3 separate regions of the Mus musculus genome follow, and regions 2 and 3 are each linked to region 1. The links are chromatin contacts, called in public Hi-C maps. All regions are on one chromosome and are shown on one strand. The core of a region is the stretch at or near the end of the contact, and the rest is flanking DNA. Distances in the headings are between cores, read along the strand shown. Region 1 holds the start of Nceh1 (neutral cholesterol ester hydrolase 1). Region 2 holds the start of Armc1 (armadillo repeat containing 1). Region 3 holds the start of Hltf (helicase-like transcription factor).

The links. A called contact is a pair of places that touch in the nucleus more often than the background predicts.
Region 2: a contact with region 1 is called in a Hi-C map of CD8 T cells, with 5 times the contacts expected there. The contact joins the promoter of Armc1 here to the promoter of Nceh1 in region 1. A contact is called at or near these places in 1 of 39 promoter capture datasets (pre-B cells) and 1 of 484 Hi-C or Micro-C datasets (CD8 T cells).
Region 3: a Hi-C map of B cells shows a contact between it and region 1, with 7 read pairs. The contact joins the promoter of Hltf here to the promoter of Nceh1 in region 1. A contact is called at or near these places in 1 of 39 promoter capture datasets (pre-B cells) and 1 of 484 Hi-C or Micro-C datasets (B cells).

The regions. Positions count from the first base shown.
Region 1 is chr3:27,181,313-27,184,823 of GRCm38.p6, forward strand. Nceh1 (neutral cholesterol ester hydrolase 1) reads left to right here and starts at 1,692. Exons shown (of 5, transcript NM_178772.3): 1 at 1,692-1,903. The coding sequence starts at 1,766.
Region 2 is chr3:19,161,530-19,165,040 of GRCm38.p6, forward strand. Armc1 (armadillo repeat containing 1) reads right to left here and starts at 1,566. Exons shown (of 7, transcript NM_028840.3): 1 at 1,381-1,566.
Region 3 is chr3:20,055,857-20,059,367 of GRCm38.p6, forward strand. It overlaps Hltf (helicase-like transcription factor), which reads left to right and starts at 1,955. Exons shown (of 25, transcript NM_009210.3): 1 at 1,955-2,151; 2 at 3,043-3,250. The coding sequence starts at 2,132.

The DNA of each region.
Region 1 (3,511 bases), core at 442-2,941:
TAGTCTTGCTACACGTGGTGACAAGTACCTGTAAAGACAGTATTATAGTCTGAAACAAGAGGATGACTTTATACTAGGAGATCCCATCTCAAAAAACAAAAACAAGACAAAAAACCCAGGTGCCGAGATGCAGCTTAGTGGTAAAATGCATGCCTGACAAAGGCAACTATCTGCCCCCAGTGCAGAGAGTCAACTCCGTCCATGGTCTTGTTCTCCAGCTCTTGTAGTTCTTGGTGTTATTTGTGGTGAATTGAAATAACAGGAAGGATGATGAAAGGGCTTTACTTTATCTTAAGTGGCATCATTAAAAAAATTACCAAGAAGAAAACAATAAAACAACAAAACTCCTTTCCAAGCTATGAAGGAAGCATCAAGAATCACTGTAGTTTCTTAAAACAACAGCAGCCACTTGGCGGTGGAGAAATGGCTTGGTAGCTAAGTGTTCACTTTTCAAAGGTTTTGCGAAGGACCAGAGTCCAGTTCCCTGCGCCCATGTCAGGCCGCTCAGGATCCAGGGAATCCCGTGCTCTCTTCTGGCATCCACAAACACTTGCTCTCCTGTGCACATTTCCACACAGAGATACACACATCACATAATTAAAAACAAACAGTTTACGATAAGATCTTTGCTTTACTGATTATATATGGTGCTGAGAAGTAACCCCAGGGCTTTGTGTGTGTGGGGGGGGAGAAGCACTCTGTCATTGAACTGAATTCCCAGACCTTTTTTCTATTATTTTTTTTTTCCAGCAAGGTTTCATATAACCCAGGTTGGCTTCAAAATCCTGGTCCTCCTGTTTCCACCTTCCCAATTCTGAGATTACAGGTGCTATCACCAGGCCCAGCTGAGGGCATTTGGAAGCCAACACTGGCCTTATTGCATGAGCTATGAGAAATCAGGTATTAGTTCTCTCTCTCTCTCTCTCTCTCTCTCTCTCTCTCTCTCTCTGTGTGTGTGTGTGTGTGTGTGTATGTGTATCTGTGTGTTTGTTGTGCAATGCCCCCCATATAGCCATGGGTGGCTTAGAACTCACAATGTGAACCAGGCTGTGTGCACCACCATGCCAGAAACTCTCTTTTTAAACCGCTTACTGACTTTATCAAGTGTTTCTCTCGAGAGGAGTTTTGGTATCTTTTGCAGTAGTCTCTTTGTTTTGATCAGATGCTTTATATTCTTTGAAAGTTGCACAGTGCAACTATCTGAGTTTTCTATTTGCTTGTTTGTCTGATACTTTGGTTTTCTTGAGGCAGGGTTTCTCATCTAGCCCAGTATGGACTCAAACTTGTTATGCAGTCCAAGATGACCTTGGCCTTCATCCTGTCTCCTCCTTTCAAGACCAAGGATAACAGTTAAGTGTGCCAAACCCAACGGATTTATTGTTTGTTTGTTACTGTTAGTTTTTCTTCTGATACTATTTCTGGTAGCTCAGGCTGACCCGGAACCCCTTTTGCCACACCTTCAGAGGCAGCTTGGCATCGCAGGCAGTCATACTCACAGTGTCCGCCAGGGGTTGCTGGTTGCTGTGTGTCCTCCGGGCTGCACCACCCTGCTTCCTGCAACCTGGCGAGCCCGCAGCTATTCGCAAGGACACCGCGGAGGGGGCACATCCGCGCTCCCACTTCCTCCCGACGCAGCCTGTGATTGGCTCGCAGCCTGAGGAGGAACACGTGAAACAGCAGCTGCGGCTGGCAGAAACTTGCTGGTCTTCTCCGGGTAGCATCGCACCGTACCGCGGTCAGCTCCGGACAGCCCGGCCTGGGGACAATGAGGTCGTCATGCGTCCTACTGGCCGCTCTGCTGGCTCTGGCTGCCTACTACGTGTACATCCCACTGCCCAGCGCGGTGTCCGACCCCTGGAAACTGATGCTGCTGGACGCCACTTTCCGCGGCGCGCAGCAAGTGGTGAGCAGAGCGAAAGGGGATGCCCCGTCTCGTCCTTGCTCCTCTAAACGAAACCCCCATCGCTTATCCCGGTTGCCCATGGGCCCTTTGAGGATGTCACATTTGCATCCTTGTCCTGCAATAGGGATATCCCGTGTTTCCGTGAACGCGCATCTGCCTCTCCCTGCTTCTTCTGATCTCTGGGGTCTGAGGGTGTCGTGTTTGCATCCGTGTAATGCAGTGGGGGCACCCGGTGTCACCCATGTTTTCTCAGAGTGCACGATTCCCCAGGACCCCTAGCCCGGGCACCGAGGATGTCCTGTTCGCATCCTTGAAGTCCACAGGCAGATAGGAGTGGAAACAGGTGAAGTTCTCCTCGCCTGGCGTCTCTGACAGCTGTTTAACCTTTCCTAGGACCTAATTAGCTCCCCTGCTTTCTTGGTTCGCTGTGTCTTGAGCCAGAGCCTTTGGTAATTTATAAACCACCTCGCCCCCACCTCTGTTGTCCCACTGGCTTGCAAAGGAGGAGTTAATTTTTTTTTTTTTTGCTAAGGGGATTGTGATTCACCGGTGAGCAGAAGCGGGCACAGGCAGTCTCCTAACGTCCCCAGGCCTTAGCGCTCCTTCTGGGGATCGCAGGCTAGGAGGAACCGCTCTGACCTTCGGTTCTCTCCCTGGCATTTCTCAGCTCAGCGGAAGAAAAGAAGGCCGGGAGACTAGCAATCCCGGAGGGCTGTAACGGTCCCTGTTTGAAGGCTGTTTTCTTGTGGCATTTGTTTTGCGTCCTTCGATGTCTGGGAGATAACCTTGGCCTGAGCCGGAGCGGTGTGGCCTTCTTTTAACCTGCAGGGTGGCATTTCTCTGCACTGTATCCTGCTCCTGCACATTGCTCCCCCGTGGGGAGGACAGTGTCATTGGTTTATTCCATGATAGGAGGATTGCTTTTAGTATCAGAAGCGCAGTCTGCAGCTAAGGCTGAACGCCATGACTGCATCGTATTTTTGAGTAGTCAGAGATATGCAGGTTCCCAGCGCTTCTCCACAATCAAGCCACCCTCCACCTCTGCCCAACACTGAGCCTTAATACTGTTTGTTTTGTTTTTTCAAGACAAAGTTTCTTTATAACCCTGGCTATACTGGAACTTGCTCTGTAGACCAGGCTAGCCTCTAACTTGACTGCAGCTGCCCCAGGAACTCTGAGAGGCATGTGCTGCTACCTACCTGCTCTTTTTTTTTTTCTCCTTCTTTTTAATAAGATATATGAACACGCATTAAATTTTTAAAATCAATTTTTATGTATGGGTGTTTTGCACACGTGTATCTCAGTGTACCACGTGGGTGGAGTGCCCACAGAGACCAGAAGGGGATATTGGGACTGTAGTTAAAGGGGTTGTAAGCCTCTGTGTGGGTGCTGGGAATGAACCCAGGGCCAGTGCTCTTAACCCATAAGCTCCAGCTGGTCTCTCTCTCTCTCTTTGTTTTGTAGACAGAGTCTCAGTGTGTAGTTCTACCTGGACTCTGTGTGTAGCACAGACTAGTCTTGAACTTTTGATCCTGCCTCTACCTCCCAAGTGCTGGAATCCACTACGTGGGTCAAGCTGGCAGATCTTCGTGCTGACATTACGGACCT
Region 2 (3,511 bases), core at 316-2,815, 8.0 Mb before region 1:
AAAAACAACAAAAAACTAACGGGAAGATCTTCACGACAAATGGAAGAAACTGGGGGTGGGGCTTACACAGACCTTGCCAAACTGAATATAAAGAGCACAAGGTTCTTTTAATCTAACTAGCCAGCAACAGTAAATCAGCATCCCCTTTGTCTTAATTTGCTCTTTTACTTCCAAAGCCCGCACCTGGTGTCAATTACAAGACAATTATGAAACAGTTAACATTGATGTCTACTTTAAGAGTTGGGACGGCTAAGTTAAAACTCTCAAGAGACACATTCATTTTCTGAAAAGGGAAACGTCGTGCAAATGACAAAAGCTTTGTTCTCATTTTTCTGTATCTCAGTCTGAGTAGAGGTCACAGTGCATAGGACGTATGCCTTTACTTTTTCTTCTCCTTACTTAGCTCTGGCTGACCTATGTAGTTGAGATGAGCCTGAAACTAGGAGGGATCTGCCTGCCAATAGCTACCAAAGCAGGGATTAAAGGCATACCATCACGACCCAAACTTATTTTCTCTTCCTTGGCTCTATGTTGACAAACAGAACCCTTCGCAAACTTTAAGGACACTGCGATCACCTAAGGGACCTTGCCAAAAGTAAGTTCAAGCTCAGTGGGTGTAAGTGGGTCTGGGAATCTGAGATGTCCAACCAGCTTCCAGATGAGGATGCCAACGGGCAAGAAGTCTTGAAGCACGGAGTTAGAGACACGCGAGACATCAGTGTCTGGGCAGATGTCAGAAAGGTATTCCTTTTCTTATAGCTAAGAATCACCACTTAGTTAATAGAAGTATTTAGCCCTCACGTGCTAAGAGCTGCTGCGGGCACACACTTATCCTAAATCCTTAATGATTAAGCCGGGTTGAAAAGCAACTACCACTATCAAACGCCGAGACCCGATCTGGCTTCTCCTTGCAATTATAACTGTAACTCTTTTGGAATTGAATTACCGTCTCCAAGCCTCAGTTTCTTCAGGTAGCAGTTTTGAGCGGGTAACAGGGTGGGAAAAAAAAAAGGCAAGACAGTAAAATGTCTGGCAAGTACCATGCAAGCACAGAACTAACCCAGTGGGAAACTTCTACTGCAAGCGCTGAGGAGACAGTATCACCAAAGGAGCAGCTAAGTGCACAAATGCCCACCACCTGTGTACACGAGTTTCTCTTGAATGGAGGCCTGCGCGCAGAGGCTCGCAGATTTACAGAAAGAACGCCGCGACATGGACACCCGCTACTCGTAGGGCGGGCTGGCTGGTCAGAAGGAAGAGGAGAGAAGAGCACGTCCGGAGCCGTCCGAGGCAGCCCGCGGGATGCCGGCAGGAGGCGGGCGCAGCGGCCGGCCCGCGCAGCAGCGGCCCCTCGGCCCCACCTCGGCCCCGGCTACGTACCCTCCAGAGCTCCGGGCGTCCGGAGCCTGCCGCAGCATCAGAGCCGCACCCACCACGGCGGACAACGGGCGGCGAAGACCCCGAGCCACGGCCCGACTCAAAGAACCACAGGGCTGAGTCGCTGGCGGCGGAGGAGCTGCAGGCTCCGCGGTGACCCTGTCACCTCTGCTGGCTTTATTATCCCATTGGCTGAAAATGAAGCAACGTGAGGAAGGACACCCAACCAGAGGCGGGATGTTCTCAAACCTAGTAGCTCATTGGTGAGCTAGACCGGACCTATGAGGACCCAGAACACTGAATTGGAACCAAGGGCTCGCCGTCCACGGAGTGCTAAACAAATTTACAGCCATCGTGGCTCCGCGACTACAATTCCCAGGGTTCCCGCGGCAGGAAGGGCTTCTGCTTCTGTGTGCAGACACGCGAACAGAATAGTTTATCTTCAGCAAGTCTTCCAGGTCTGATAAAACAACCTGTAACCCTTCATCCACGTCTGTGCGTCTTTACCCAGAATCTTCGGACGTTTTTTTGTAGTTTTTACTATGAACGTCGACACTGTTTGGCCTCTCTGGATTTCGTTCATTTCTTTTCAGTGCTGCTTTCTAGCAAAGCGAGGGATGCGAAGTGCTTTTGTTGGGTTGGCCTAAGTGATTTGACATTGAAAAGAATTTTGTCTTTTCTCTTGTCAGAGACTTGTGTTAAGAGAGTTCTCCAGTTCATCATGAAGTTTTGTTAATGCTGTTTTCTATTTATCAAAGTAAAGACATACTTGTTTTATCGATACTAGTTACCGAGGAGTTGCTCTAGGTACGTTTTATTTTCCAAAGTATTTCTGAAATTGTTATCCAAGTCTCGCAGGCTAATCTGAAAATAATACATCCATCCACACTCCTTTTTGATCTTCGTTTCTACAATCTTATTCTGACGTGTTGCTCATACATTAAAGTTACAGGGACTTTGTTGTTATTCTTGTTACAAGGAATTTGAAAGGGCTTTAATTTGGAAAGGATGTGGAAGACACCACACCGGACTGTATTCTACGCTATTATCTCCAATATTTTGTAAGTGAATTTATAAACCAGACCGCCACGGCGGAATCTGAGCACTAAGTAGGTAAAGGCTGAAGGCAGACCATTTCAAGTTCAAGCCCAGTTTAGGCTAACTAAAGCTTCACAGAAACCTTGACTTAAAAAGAAAAAAAAAGAAGAAGAAGAAGAAGAACAAAAGAGTCCATCTCTTGAGTTTCTTAATGTTCCCGTGCTCTTGGTTATCTTATTATTAAAACCCAAAATGAAAACAAGTCCAAAGTAAAGCTTGGTAGAAAACAAGAACAAGACTCTAAATAACCATCTCACCTACAGGCAAAAGCCAGTCTGTGTGCTTTATTCACAAAGCCAAGACAGGGATTAGTGGTAAGAGAACATTGAGCCTAAATTAAAAACAGTGAATGTAGAAAGCAGGAAAAAAAAAAAAAAAAAGTAAATATACTAAGTCCAAGGGGCATACCCAGTACAGCACAACCTATCTGGCTGAGTAAGTGAAGACTTGCCCAATATTCTAATAAAAGGTGACTCAGTAATCCAGAAAGGAAAATTCGCTGTTTTTGCTAATGTTAATCTGCCTATTAAGAAAAGACATATAGTATTTTCAGAATTAGTAAGTAATGACAGGTTATTTTGAGCCAGTCGGTGAAAATATGTCTTTACCTATTGAAAATTCACCATCTGAAATTTAATGTATTCACACTGATGCCATTAAAGCTCTGCAAAGTCTAAACTTTGTGCAAAATGCCATTACCAAGAAAAGATGGCTGAAGCTAAAAAGCAAAGGTAGCCTTAACAAAACATTAATTAGTGCTTCCTAAACTCCTGTGAATGGATTACAAGCCTCAGGGAAGTCTTTTAAGTCTTTATGGATTCACATTTCTAGTTTAAAAGTGTCTGAACTTGACACCTGTGAAGTTGTGCTACCTACCATTATCAATCGTTGCTTGGGTCTAGCCACAGGACAGGCTGGTACGTAAAGTTTCTCAACCACTGTTGCTTAAGACAATATTCAGATCTCTGTAGTTTTATTTAACAATCGTCTTTTGAATACACACTCTGTGCCAGAGACAATCTTAGCTATGGTTCAA
Region 3 (3,511 bases), core at 705-3,204, 7.1 Mb before region 1:
CCTAATACTGGAAAAAAAAAAAAACAAACAAAAACCCAAAACCCAACTTTGCATTTGTATCATAATATACCATGAAGAAAGTAAAATATCCGAAGCAAACGAAACATTATCTGCAGTAAGTTTCCTGTTGGGGGAATGAAATATTTCATTCTTCAGATTCTCAGTGAGGGCTAGAGATGTAACTCAGAGGAAGAGTGCCTGTTTAACATGCACAAAAATCCCAGGGAAGATGATGCGCCATCAAATGAATCTTCTGTAAGGCTGATTAACTGAGCTACAATGATTGTGCAGCATTTCAAATGCTGCAAACCCAGAGCCAAATTTTCTTAGGCCATCTCTAGCCTTCTTAATTGCTACTTATTGTCCTCCTCTGCACTTAACATGTTTCTGTGACCACAGGGTAAATCATTTGGAATGTACATACAGTGCTACCACTCAGCAAACTAAACAGCTAAGGATAATGTCAGTATCTTAGGTCTCTAATAAAGGTTCCCTGTAATACTCTTTCCCACCTACCTAATGGTCACACCAAATATATTTGGAAAGTATCTTGATTTATGACTTTCTTTGTCCTGTTAGTATAAAAGCTTCATGAAATGGCTTCAATTGAAACATAGCACTTGGGGTGGCCTAATTCTGTGTTCCCAGGCCAATGACTGATATTTGCCTCCAGCATAAATTGTCTCTTAATACTGTTAAAGTTAGTTTTCTTGTTTTTGCTTCTCTCTCTCTCCTTTCTTTTTATCATAGCATTCCCTAGGGTGCCATTCCAGCAGACAATCCTCAAATGGTCACATTTTACTTTTAGTTCACAGATCATCAATATTTAAGACAATGAACATGTGCCTCTTAAAACATCTTACTGACCACCTTTCATCCTCTGCTGATGGAAGCATAAAATGGACCACTCTAGGAAGGATGACTTCCAGTGTTTAAAATGTTTACAAACACATCTAGACATTCCGATGGTTTACAGCACACCCTATTATGTTTGGCTGGGCAATACCTTTAGCTTCCTACTGTTGGTGCAGCAGAAGATGCAGCAGTTAATGGCTGCTTCATCAAAAGTAGTTTTATGGTCTTTCAAGATGCTGGAATTACCTTTACCTTGCCTGATACTGTTGCATACAAAACTCCAAAGTGAAATGTCCCTTTAGATTATAAAGTATAAACATATAAACTTTATATGCCCCAGTACAGGGGAACGCCAGGGCCAAAAAGGGGGAGTGGGTGGGTATGGGGGACTTTTGGGATAGCATTGGAAATGTAAACGAGTAAATACCTAATTAAAAAAAAAAAGAGAGAAAAAAAAAGTTTCTTTATAGTGCCTCCTTCATTTTCCTAAGAAAACACACGTAGCCCCAGCCACCACCTCGGACCTTACAACTAATGTTGGACCAGTCTGCCTTTTTCAGCAAGAGCTATAAGGTTGTATTACTTTATGGCTTTCTTCTACCAAGGGAAAAAAATTTCTTTAAACACAATAAAAGCGAGATGGGAGAAGGAAATTCGTAAGTTCTCATTCAGATTTCCAGAACTCAGGGTCTCGCATACACGGAGGTCGCTAAGAATAAATAGAGTCAGGGCTCAGCAGAGGAAATGCAGGTATCCCACCCAGGGCTCCTACTGGAGTAGGCCCTGTTAGGCATTCCATCAGATAGGGAGCGTCTGACCTATGGGGACATCCTTGAGGAGTTAGGGCAGTGGCTAGAAGACCTCTTTCCCCCTAGTCCGTCAGAACCTTGAGCCCTGTGGCTCACTCAAGAAGCCTCGATGTTTTACCGTGCAAGGCGTCTCGGACTGCGGAAGAACCAGGTAGAACCCGGACGCGCCGCACTGCCTTTGAATCGCAGCACTGGGCGGAGCTCCCCACCCTCTTGTATTGTGATTGGTTGGTCTTCGTAGACTCTTCCTTTGGATTGGGCCCTGGCGGTGCCGATCGCAGAACGTCACCGGTTTCTCAGACTGTTGCAGGAAGGAGTGGTGTGGACACGTCTCACCGGGCGGACGCGGCCTGGCGGTTCTGATTTGGATTCCGGCGCCTGGGCCACGACGCCTTGAGGAGCTTTATCAGGCTGTCTGGGAAGATCTGGGGAGCCCAGGGCATCCCGAAGTCACCCCGCCCCGCGCCATGTCCTATACGTTCACGAGGTGAAGGGCTGAGGGGGGCTGGGCGTGAGGCCAATTGCTCTGCGCTCTATTCTAGTGAAGGTGCGCGCCCGGGCGCTTTATAGGTGCAGTTTGCATCCCTTCTGCGGGTCGCTTGCCGGTGTTGCTCCTGGAGGCACCAATGCATTGTCGCGGCTGACCAGAGTGGCTGCGACCTCGGAGAATCTGCGTCAAGGGCTTGGCGGGGGGGGGGGGGGGGGGTGGCGGGGGGGGTGGAAGCGGGGGGTGATTTATTCACCAATGTTATCCCACTGTTCGCTAGGCATTGTTATGGTAACAGCTTCCAACTTGTATTTCCCGGCACTATGCAAAAGCGCACTAAAGCATATTTGCAGAGGAGCTGAGAGGGAAACTCGCGACTTGATAGCCCCGTGTGTTTTTAGGAGAACTACATCTTCTAGGAGGCTTCCAGCAAACACCTCTTTTCATCATCTACTGTGGTTTTCATGCCCATTTTTGCAACAATTATCCCTATCCTTTAAAATAATGGGGCTTCAAGGTCAGTTCTCTATAGTGTCACAATTTAGATGCTCGATTTAAAATGTGTTCTGTTCCAAAGGAGTTAAAGCAGAGGATGCTGTGGATGCATTTATGTTAAAATTTAAAGTTATTTTCATAGCGGGCAGTGGTAGCCAAGTACCTGGGAGGGAGAGGCAGGTGGATCTCTGAGTTTGAGGCCAGCCTGGTCTACTGAGCGAGTAGGACAGCCAAGGCTACACAGAGAAACCCAGTTTCAGAAAAGGAAAGAGAAGAGGGGAAGGGGTTAGGGGACCAGGACAGCCAGGGCTATACAGAGAAACTCTGTCTCGAAAAACCAAAAAAAGAAAAACAAGTCCTGTTTTGTTTTTGGTTTTTTGTTTTGTTTTAAAACAGGGGTCCTGTTTGGAAGTATTCGCAGTCTGTCCAGTATGGATCACACGAAAATATTCCAAGACTTTCATACTCAACTTTCTTGCCACATTTTGAATTCCAAGACATTATTCCTCCAGATGACTTCCTAACGAGTGATGAAGAGCAAGATTTGGTTTTATTTGGAACTATGAGAGGACAAGTTGTTGGACTACGCTATTACACAGGAGTTGTAAGTAAAAGATTAGATAATAAAATTATGGTATGTTTATGGTTTTAACAGTAAGTTATAGTAAAAGGTGATGTATACAATGAATGTTTTACTTTGAATGAAAGGCTAGTCATAAATACCTTGACTAACTGATTAACTTCTTACTTTTCTCCTATGCTTATAGTTTATAAAGCACTTTTGCCCACACATTTGGTCCTTGTGATTACTGAGGAACGTGGTAAATTTAAGAAATGACTTCAAATCCATCATGTTTTGCATTAG